Regions from separate parts of the Macaca fascicularis genome. Here region 2 is linked to region 1. A link is a contact called in public Hi-C data. All regions are on one chromosome and are shown on one strand. Each heading gives the region's core, a stretch centred on a gene start, on an enhancer-like site or on the middle of the called end of the contact. The rest is flanking DNA. Distances are from core to core; before and after follow the strand shown.

Region 1 (5,586 bases), core at 2,387-4,886:
TCCTTTTTAAGAATGAATAATATTCCATTGTCTATATATAACACATTTTGTTTACCCATTCAAATGTCGATGGATACTTGGGTTACCTCTAGCTTTTGGCTATTGTGAATAACACTGCTGTGAGCACTGGTATACCAATCTCTCTTTGAGACCCTGCTTTCAATTCTTCTGAGTATATACTAAAAAATGGAATTGCTGGATTATATGGTAATTCTAGTTTTAATTTTTTGAGGACCCACTATATTGTTTTCCATTCCCTTCCACATTTTTAATAGCATTTAAATCCAGTCAAACTTTCTAGTCCTCTGTGGGACCATCATGTGGATATAAAGGATTTATTGCCCTAGGAGGGTATAACGTGGAAGCCATTGAGATATAAAATTCTGACAATTGCTATAAAAAGACAAAGTAAGGCATATGTCCAGCTTAGTTCTACATAGTTCATTCAATAAATATATATTAGGGATAGAGTATGTGCTAGATGCTGAGCCTAAACAGTCTCTGCCTTGAAGGAGCTGATAGCCTAGTGGAAGTAATACTGACAAGAAACTGGCCAGTTACAACACATGTGGTATTTCAACGTGGACAGACACTGGCTGCTAGAGAAAACACACACAGGGTGGTACCAAACCCTATCTGGGCTCTCCATCATCTGGACAGCTACAATTTGCTTCTTCACTGCCTTCACTCTACTTCTGGCACTCACAAGGCCCAACTGTGAGTCTGGCACTTTGTTAGAGGGATCATCCTCTAGTACAGATCTCAGCAAGATATTCCCTCATTTTCCTGCTTAAAGCCCTTCAGAGGTTTCCCCTTGCTTTCATGATGGAGCCAAAGCTTCTTGGCCAGTGGCAAAAAGAGCCATAGCAGGCCTCCCTCTTGACTACTCTCAACCACTGATGGGCACAGCTCTGTGCCTTTGCTCAAGCAGCATCCTGAGCCTGGCTGATCTCCCACCATTAGTGGTTCTTAACCCTGATTGCACATTAGAATCATCTGGGGGAAATTAAACAACAAAAAACAAAAACAAACAATGGCAGGGCCTCACTCCAGATAGGATGAATTAGGATCTCTGAGGGTAGGGCCTGCACACTGGCTCAGCTCTCCAGGGTGACTCTGATTTAAACCACACACAGGCATACAACCCTCCTCCACACCCCAGCAGGACCTCCCAGTTAGGCTGCCATCAGCCCCAAAGACAGCTCTGGTTCTGCTCCTGGACTGAATGCAGACAACTCTGACTTTGGCTTTTTCTAGATGAGTCTCATTCAGTCAGAAAAGATTTGAAACACCTACTGTGAACAATGCAGCTGACAACCTTCTCCACAAATTACACATGACAACTGTAATATTTTAAATGTCATAATGTACACAATCCCTGATACTCACCCCCTCACTTACCTCTTCACAGTGGAAGGCAACATATATTTATTGAGCAACTCTCTGGGACATACACTCTCCTGTCATCTCAATCCTCACAATATTCCTGAAATACAGATAATGGCTTATTTTCATCTTACAGGTGAGGAAACCTGCTAAAAACAGTAAATAATTTGCATGTTTTTTTTTTCAGGGTGTTCATCACATTTAAAAAACGTTTTTACTGCCTTCCCCACAAGACCATAAGAGAAGATCCACATGTTTTATTCACCTATACACACCTAGCAAACACCCAGCCAGTGCTTACTATTACTTAACACATTTTTGTTGTTGTTAAATGAGTGATGAGCATACAGGATGCTCTCTCTCTTCTCTGCTTGTGAGCTTCATTTCTTTTCACTACACACCAGCTTGCTTGTACTCATTGCACCTAAGCCCAGTGCTCCTCGGCTTCTTCCGCAGGAGACCAAGTCCATCTCGATTCCAGTTCAAAAAAATAATTCAAAAAATTCTAGTTCAAATATATCTTGTTAAAAAAACAAAACAAAACAACCACCACCACCAGAACCATGGTGCCCACTGTGGGCTAATCAAAAGGGGTTGGGGGGTCAAAACATTTGCATAAAGAAGGTCAAGCAGGTCCAGTTCCTAGAAATGAGGGGTGCTGAGCAAGTTGGATAAGTTTCCTGACCATTCTGTGCCTCAATTTCCTCATCTACAAAATGGGAGAAATCCAACATCCTAGGATTAATGAGAATTAAATGAAAGTCTTGATAAAGTGCTTTGAACTATGGCTGTCACACAGTAAGTGTGAATAACAGGATGTGAGTCTACAATTAAAAGGCTTAAAAATATCTACCAAACCAGGCATTGTTCTAGAGCAGGGGGTCAGCACACTTTTTCTGTTAAAGATCAGAAGGTACATATTTTAGGCTTTGTAGGCCATACAATCTCTATGGACTACTCAACTCTGTTGCTCTTGTAGCAGCAACAGCAGATACAGAAAATAACATAAATGGATAGGCATGATCTTGTTCTGGTAACACTTGTTTACAAAAACAGGCAGGCTAGATTTGGCTGCAGGTCATAGTTTGTTGACCCTTTTCTAGAGCAGGGCTGTGCAACATAAATATAACATGTAAACCACAAATATGATTTAAAATTTTCCAGTAGTCATGTTAAAAAATAAAAATTGAAATTATACATTTTATTTAACCCAGTATATCCAGAATAGTCATCTCAACACGTGATTAATATAAACAAATTGAGATAGTTTACATTCTTTTTCATGCTAATTTTCCAAACTTCACTGTCTTACACTTATAGCACATCTCAATTCGGACAAGCCACATTTCAAGTGCTCAAGCCTTATGTAACTAATGGCTATCATTATTGGACACCACGGTTCTAGAACTGATGCTAATATGGATAATGCTTAGATGCATACCTATACCAAAAAGTTTATACAGTGCCAGGAAAAGTAGGCACGAAATATGGTATTGGATCCATATAAAAACTTACAAAGATTAGCTAATATTATAGTAAGCAAGGTGCACACATCTGCACAAAAATGGCCTAAACCCTGAGAAGAACGAGAGGAAAGTTCTGGAAACAATGTTTCCAGAAGTTGGTAAAAAGTCAATAATAACCTAGATCTGTTCAGATCTTTAGATCTCTTTAAAGCCTAAAGAGGAAGTGTAACTTTCTAGCCCTAACCCACTTACAGCTCCCCAGCTTCACAGAGAGCCCCGCCCTCTATGGAGAGAAATGATGCCAAATGTTGGCAGTGGTGTAGCGGTTACTTAACTGCCACTCAGTACTGCGCTAGGGCCCTTTCCCTTAATGGTGACCCCTAGTAAAGGTGCAGCGAGAGGAAGAGACCAGCCCAACAGCCCGGTCTAACCCGGGTTCGAGTTCCGGTGGGTGGGGTCGAGCAACATGCAAAGCCTGCCGCCAGTCATCTTGGGATGACGGCCCAGCACCCAGCACACAAGCGGCTGCAGTCCCGAGGGTTCAGCCCACTCTGGCGACCTCGGCAGTCGGAGAGGAAGGGGCGGGGGTGAGAGCACCTTTGGACCTACGCCGCCCAGGGCGCACCGGAAAGCCGCCGCGAGCCGGGGTGGGCTTCCGCTGGGAACAAGGGCTCGCCTTTCTGCGGGATACAGGCCCTGGCAAACCTGAAGCATGACTCACTGAAAAGCGCAGGCGCAGTTCCGGAGCTTTCAGCCGCCCAGCGTCCACGGAGAACTTCCGGTCACCGGGACAGGGACAACTTCAAGGCTTAGCCAATCCAAGCCCACAGGCTGGCGCACGTGGGCCTGGGACCCAGCGCATGCGCACTAGGGAAATGGCGCATGCGTAGAGCGAACGGCGGCGGCCGTGGGACTGGGCTCGCGCGGCTTCCTGGAGGAGGAGCTATGGCCCCGCCCCTGGCCCGAGAGAAAGAAACTGCACTTTCGTTTTTTAGCAGCAAAGGTTGTTGACGTACTTTACAACTTACCTGTTCTGCTTCTACTCAGGACAGTCAAGACAGTGTTCAGCTAGATGTTCACATAACCGTAGACATAAATGTGAATCTATTTAACGCAGTAATTAATTCAAAAAGTGTTTTTAACATCCTAGCATGCAACAGTTGATATGAAAGTAGTAAATGTTAATTGAGTGGTCATGTGCATCCTGGACTTCTCATCTGTGCACGTTCTCATTCTTTGCCTGCAAAGGGCCAGTAAAAGCACAGTGATGGTTGAACGAATGTGACAGCCTCCTATGCTGATGCCTTACTCCAAAGTAATTTGGGGAAAGGTTCAGGGAAGCAGATTATCCAATCCAATACTCTGGACTGGGTGCTGGCAGAAAGGAGGGCGATTGTATGATTAAGTAACATAATAAATCTTACCTAAAAGGAGGGGAGACAAGACCAGTGACTCATTAACTTACCTAAAAGGAGGGGAGACAAGACCAGTAACTCATTAACTGGGATAGGGGATGTTTGGTCATTTTTGTGGTTTGGACAATGTTTATGTTTTTTCAGCATTCCCACGTGATTACAAAGGAGTCTTGTTTTTGTCTTGATCCATCCGGTCAAAGAGTGGCCACGTCTGATGGTGTTCTGTGAAGTATTTATGTTCCACGGAGCACCAAGGCCCAGCTGTGACTGCCGGGTCAGCTCAGAGCTGTCAGGGGTTACTTTTATCTTGCTGTCTATTACAGGGCTAAAATGTTTGCCATTGTAAATTGTAATGCAATTTTCACTTAAGAATTATATAATACCTTGTTGAAGAAAAAATTATTTGGCTGGGCGTGGTGGCTCACGCCTGTAACCCCAGCACTTTGGGAGGCTGAGGCAGGTGGATCACAAGGTCAGGAGCTCAAGACCATCCTGGCTAACACGGTGAAACCCCGTCTCTACTAAAAATACAAAAAATTAGCCGGGCGTGGTGGCACGTGCCTGTAATCCCAGCTACTTGGGAGGCTGAGGCAGAGAATCGCTTGAACCCAGGAGGCGGAGGTTGCAGTGAGCTGAGATCGTGCCCTGCACTCCAGCCTAGCGACAGAGCAAGACTTTGTCTAAAAAAAAAAAAAAAGAAAAGAAAATTATTTAATGACACTTGTCACTTGTTAAAGCATGGTAAGGAAGACTTTATTCAGGACCATTGAGGTAGACATAGGGACCACTGCAACAGGGTCTTGCAGTGGGGAAGAGAGATTGGGCTCAACTTCAAATGTGGCATGGAAAAGTGAGAATTTATAGCCAAGGAGCAAGGAAGGGAGGTCAGTGAATGGACCTCCCTGACCTTTGCTGTAGAAATTTCTGGCCAAGTTCATCTGGAATGAATCTAGGGCTGCCAATGGATTCTAAAGAGGTTGCTGAAAAGTTGGTTCTTTTGGGCAATTTAAAAATGGAATACTTATAAAAGTACTCACATCTGTGATAATTTATCATGCATAGTTTTCAGGCCTTTGTTTTAAAATCATCTTTCAGCTGCTTCAATACTCTGGAATTCTCTTTGATAAATTTCCCTTAGTGCAGCGGAAACCTCTTTTCAATCCTTATTAAGTCTCTGAGTGGCAATATATTAACAGATATTCTGAGCTCATGCAGACAGCCCTTTCCTGCGAATTCCCAAGGAAGAGAGGCAAAATCCTTTATGGGCCTTCTCCAGAGGCTAATGTTACACATTGCTGAGGGAACAGTTACAGATGTTT
Region 2 (6,132 bases), core at 2,830-5,329, 370 kb before region 1:
GGAAACAAAGGTATCTCACTTTTTACAGAAGTATAACCAAAAAGAGAGGTGGAAAAATAGAAAGCTGAGGAGAGGGGAGTGAAAAATCAGCCCAAATGATTTTAAAGATCAGAGAACCTGAGCCAGTTTGATGCTGATGGGGAAGAAGCCAGGAAAGAGAAAGGCAATGATATGAGAGGTGTACAATTGAGGGTATGAGGTGCCTGTGAGGACATGGAATTGGATCCAGATAACAACGTGACTGGGTTGGCCTAAGCAGAAGCAAAGGCACTCATTGTGTCTCTTTAAACCAAGAGGCACGGTGAGTGCAGATGGCAATACATTTCAAGGTGATGAAATCTGTGCCTGGTCATCTCAATTGTGTCAATAGGAAGTGGTCATCTGCTGAAAGGAAGGGTCTGGGGCTGGTGAGGAAGGGGCTTGAGAAGGTGAAATCAAAGAGAAACTATGGCAGAGGACCTGAGCCGGACCTGAAGCGAGGACCTGCTAGCGAGTGCTCCTGGGAAACTGTTCTTTCGTTTACCCAACTTCAAAGTAAGAATTCAGGACTCCTGTTTGCAGGTGGTTTAGCACCACTTACTTGATCCGGGTAAGGGGACTGGTTCCCAAGCTGTTTCTTCACAACACTTAGGTGGCAGATGGGTCCCAGCTGGGGGACAGGGGAGGATCCAAAAAGCCCCATGAGATTAGCTATGGCTTCCCACGGCTGGCAGGATTTTCACACCTGACACCTGAACTTTGGGGCCCCAGTACCAGAGTTTGAGATTCGTCTGTGCTACTTCCTGTGTTAGGTAATAACCTCTATATATTTCCTTACCATAGGTCCTTTAAAGAAACTACATCCTCTAGCCATGCCTTTTGGCTTCTCTCCCTCAATCTCTACTTGGTTGAGATAAACAGGAGCGAAAATCTCCAAAGTGTAAACGAGAGGACATGTCGTGCTGCATCTGGTGCCGTTTTCTCCCAGCACTGCCTCCCCATCCTTTCCAGACACACCAGGATACACTGATAGGGGACTACTATGCCTTAACAGGCACTAGGATTTTAGATGCCTTGTTTGAAGGAGTGGTTCTCAACCAGAAGCCATTCCCCACACCCTCACCCTAGGGACATTTGTCAATGGCTGGAAACATTTTTGGTTGTCATAAATGGGGGCAGGGACAGACATCCAGTGGGCAGAGGCCAAGAATGCTTCTAAATATCCTACAATGCACAGAATAGCCCCCACAATGAATTATGCAGCCCAAAATGCCAATAGTGCCGAAAGTGAGAGATCATGTTTAGAGTTCCTCATCTGACAGGATTCTTTAAAGTTTTGCCATAATCCATTTAAAATTTGAAGCGTATGCCTGAGAAAAATTAAAGAAAATACCGAGGAATTGCCATTTGTAAATATCCACCAGATGGCGCTAAACGACAAGTGAAAATCAAACCTCCTCTAGCCTCCATTTCAAAATTCGCTTTCTCTCCCTGGTCAACCCCCTGGAGTAACAATCCCCATTCTTTTCAAATAGGATTGTTCCTTAGGTGCTTAGTGTTCCCCACCACCAGTATTTTTATGCAAGTGAGTTAAAGTGAGTAATGACTAAAACTCAGACTTAAAGATGAAAAGAACAGGACTACCTCCTCAATCAGCTACAAAATTTCCATTCCCTGTAGCAACAAGGGTATGGGAGAATCAGCTAGTTTCTTTTCTTCTTTAGTCAACTTTTAGCTGGGCACTTGGCCATCTGAAAAAGACAATTCCAAGCTCCTTTACCCTTAGGAGGGCTAAGTAATGAAGTTCAGGCCATTAGTAGGAAGTGATCAGAAGTGCTGTGGGCCACCTCTTGGTAGTACTCTTAAAGCAGTGGTTCTCAACTGGGGGTGACTTTGCCCCCCCACGCCAGCCCAGGAGACATCTGGCAATGTCTGAGAACATTTTTGCCTGTCACAACTGGGAGACAGTAGTGGCATCTTGTGAGTAGAGACCAGAAATGCTACTAAAACTCCTACAATGCACAGGACAACCCCCAAAACACAGAATTATCCAAATGTGAATAGTGCCAAGGTGGAGAAATCCTTAGAGGTAAAGGGCATGCCTCTGGCTTTCCCTTTCCCACTGGCTGAAAGGTGCAGTGGTGCACCATCTTGGACCATGTGGGCCAAGGCAAGAAACCAGGGAGGGTGGAGCTATGAGACAGGTAGAGCTGCCATACTCTGGACTCCTTACACCCAGACTGCCATTAGATAGAAATACACTTCTCAACAGTTTGAGCCACTCCTCTTCTGGGTCTCTGTGACAGCAGCCAACTAATATTCTATCTAATGCCATAGTATACCACATATATTTTATTTTTTCATTCATAGAACCAGGAATTGCTCTACCTGAACTATATCCACTCTAGGCCTGCATCCTTCTGCCTTTCCCAGGAACCCCCTGAGCTCTTTCTCCCTATCTTACCCCTCTCCATCTTTCTTTCCTTCCTCTCTAGATGCTGGCTTCTTCCTTCAGGTAGAGATTCCACCAGGCCCCAACTGACTTATCTCTCTCAATCCAAACCTGACTTTTCCCACAAGACATCACCCTCCTACCATCTCCTGCTTCTATCCATAGGTATCTCATTTCCTCCCACATCCATTTTCTGAGGAGGAGGAATCATCTTTTCTAAAATAATCCCCCTCTATATACATATACTTTCTGGTCCTTACCCTGCTATACTGTCTTCATATAACTTACCACAACATACAATTCTATTTATCTGCTGATTGTCTATGTTCTACACAAAAGATTTAATTTTATGAGCCCCAAAACTGTATTGTTTACTACTGTGTATCTGGTAAATAGAATACCACGGTACAATAGAAATACAAAGCATGCCACACATATAATTTTAAATGTTCTAGTAGCCACACTAATAAAGTAAAAATATAAAGATGAAATTTTAGTATTTAACCTCAATAGTCCTTCTCTAAGATGTTATCACTACAAAGAAATTGAGATATTTTACATTCTTTTTCTCATTCTTCTTCAAAATCTGTAGTGTAATTTATCTCAGTTCAGACTACTACAATTCAGGTTCTCACGGCCACATGTAAGGGTTACAACGGACAGTGCTAACACAGAATACTTGGCACATAATAGGCATCCAGTAAATATTTGTTCAAGTTTATATTCTTCTATACCATTTAATTCTTTTATACCATAGGAATAACATAGTAATGTCACGTCATTAATATCACCCAATTGACTTAGCCATTCTCTTGTTGGGCATTTAAGTCATTTCCAATTTTCACTTTTTAAAATAATTCTGTAATAAACACCTGGTTCGTACCTGTTTTTCCTTGGAATAAATTCCCAGAAACTATTAAATATGATTAATTGCCCCAGAAATGATATGTCACGTAAGACTTCTAATTGTTTATGCTTGGTTCTTATTAATGATTCTTGTGTTGTTAACAGGGCAGATATTGCTGTGGTTATAATTACAAACATATTAGTAAGTACTAATGTTTTGTCTGCTGCAATGCATCAGGCACTGCGCATTAGGTTATGCATATGTTATTGACGAGAAACACGAGGCTTGGGGAGGTTTTACCTAGCACTGGAATCGCACTCAAACTGAGATCTGGGTTAATCTATTTTCAAAGCCTGGGCGTTTTCCCCTGGGACAAATTAAAGAAAGAAACTAAAACTCTGTTTTAGTTAAGAAAGAAAACAGAAAGGAAGAAAGAGAAGGCTAAGTAAAGACAAGGGAAGGAAAACGAAGAAAGCTGAGGAAAGGACAAAAAGTTAAAGGCTTGAGACCCAGGCCATGCAGAAGCAACACACCCGCCGGTGGAGACAGCACCGTCCGACCCCCGGCGCGGGTGCCCGCGGCGGTCCCAGCGCCCTGCCGGGTGCAGCACCCTCCCCTCCAGCCCCGCTACCCGCCGCCATCCCACGCCTGCCGACCAGGCGATCCACTCGGAGTAGCCGATCAGCAGGCAGCTTCCGGCCTCCAGCACAGCACCGCCTGCGGTGCGAACGTGGCGTCCGCGACGCAGGGGGGACTTCCGGCGCGCCGCGCCAAGTGTTCCGCACCGGAAGCGCGCTTCCAGTCGCCCCGGCAACAGCCGCCCCCCTCGTGTCCCCATTCCCCCTCTGTGTCTCCAAGGAAAACCAGGCCCCTGCTCGGCCAACGCCCAGGATCCGCAAGCTGCGCGCCCACGAGGTGACTTCGGGGACGGCTGGGTTTCCTTTGGGAAGTGAGGGAGGAGCTTAGAGGCCCCGGGCCCTGGCTTCTTATGCGCAGAGAGCCGAGGTCTTGGACGTCACATTGCTATCATAATTATGTTAACCCCGCGACAAAAGGTGGGGCCAGAGGCCCATGAGATTCCTAAATCATTGCAGGTTAATTGTGAGAGGGGACCAGTCCCAGAGGCTCTCAGCTCTACAGTGCTTCCGAATCACTGGACGACTCTTTAACAATTCTGATCCCCGGGCCCCCATCCCAGACAAATCCGAGTCTCTAATAGTGGGGCCCTGGCCTCGGTGGTTTTTAAAGCTGCCCAGGTGATTCTGGCGTGCCGAGAACCACTGTGTTAAGGTCTGTAGGTGAATTTGGATTTTGCCCATCCAGCCCAGTATCTGAATCTAATTGCCCTGGACAGCCACATACTTGGAGTATGTCTAGGATATTGGCCTGTCTGCTCAAAAATTCGAGATTTCTTTCTTTTCTGTTGCACTTTAACCTCTGCAGGAGGTCAGAGCTTTTGGTGGGAGTTATCTTGAGACATCTGGCGCCTACAGTTTATGGGCTTTGTGTCTGTGCCCACTTATCAGTAATGAGCTGTAGTTGAACCAGTGGCCAATGAAGTGCATTTTATCTCTGAAATCTTGATGTTCCCTTAGTACAGATTAGATGGTTCTGAACAATTTTGTTTTTTTCAGGAATGATGTTTTTAAACTCGTTTGACAGTCTAGGCTGTGCATTCAGCTGTTTTTCATCTCAAATCAGAACATTACTTGAAAAATCTAGACTAAAGATTAGTAATGCAACACTTCTGGGATTATGTATGCTCACAGCTCCCATGAATTGTAGGATGAAAGCTACCTTTTAAAAATACTATTTTTGCTAGCATAATTTATCAGAATAACAGTCTCTGGAATTTCAGTGTGAACAGAAACCATATATTTTTAAAGACTGCTGGTTAGTAACTTTGAATAAGCATAACTGAAATCAAGTTCACAGGTGTATAAATCCCCTCTGTGTTCATTGCCGTACTGGGGAAGTATACAAACTAAAGTTCCAGAGAGAAATGTTCATTCTGAAACTGTTATATAGATGGTGATTAATCATTTTGGGGTTTTTTTAAAGGAGAGGATGAGATGAGAATGATGGGGGAAAGTTTTGAACAATTAAGGCTAGAGTGTAAATTGGAGAGTTTGCAAAGTAGGTACAGAACTTTTTTTGAACAACTTCTCTACAAGAGGAAATTCAGCCACGGAACAGCTGGACAAGTGAAAAAAGAATGTAGCTGATCAAATATCAGATGAATTGAAAAGATCCTTGAAAACATAATGTACTTAAATATTTGCTTCCTGAAAAGATTTGGTGCTTTATAGTCAGTTTTTGAGTTACTAGGTCCTCAGTGATTTTGGGGAATAGATGTAGCAGGAGAGAACATTATCAAGAAACAACAGACAAGCTCAACAACAATTTCAACAGCATCTAAGAGCGTGAAATATTAGCTCTTATTTTTATGCTCGAAGGAAAATAGGAAACTTAAAAGGAGTAGATTGTAGAATCCATGCCTACAGGTAATTGAGTAAGTGCCCAAGTGAATGAGGCATAGTAAGTGCCTGTAAATTCAGAAAAGAGAGATTAACATGGAATTACCATGAATATGTTTATAGAAAAAAGTAAATTTGAAATAAGACTGCTGAAATGTACTAGCGATCTTAACTACTTTAAACTACCCATGGTTTTTGCTGTTGTGCTCTTAATTTGTAGTAACTGCCTATTTAACCCTATTCCCTTATGGTCACATTAGGTTTTGCTTATGAAGGACATGCTTGCTGTGAAACAAACTTATCTGTTTCTTCTTTTGAACTGTGTTATCATTATGTCATTCTCAGTCACCCCATTGCTTGTTGTGTTCCTGAGTCAG

The links. Hi-C and Micro-C count contacts between places; a contact is called where the count stands out from the background.
Region 2: a contact with region 1 is called in a Hi-C map of liver, with 4 times the contacts expected there. The contact joins the promoter of GEMIN8 here to the promoter of TCEANC in region 1. A contact is called at or near these places in 2 of 2 Hi-C or Micro-C datasets (liver and skeletal muscle).

The regions. Positions count from the first base shown.
Region 1 is chrX:13,434,965-13,440,550 of T2T-MFA8v1.1, reverse strand. TCEANC (transcription elongation factor A N-terminal and central domain containing) reads right to left here and starts at 3,636. Exons shown (of 3, transcript XM_065538591.1): 1 at 3,574-3,636; 2 at 1,390-1,486.
Region 2 is chrX:13,800,621-13,806,752 of T2T-MFA8v1.1, reverse strand. It overlaps GEMIN8 (gem nuclear organelle associated protein 8), which reads left to right and starts at 4,079. Exons shown (of 5, transcript XM_015443621.4): 1 at 4,079-4,193.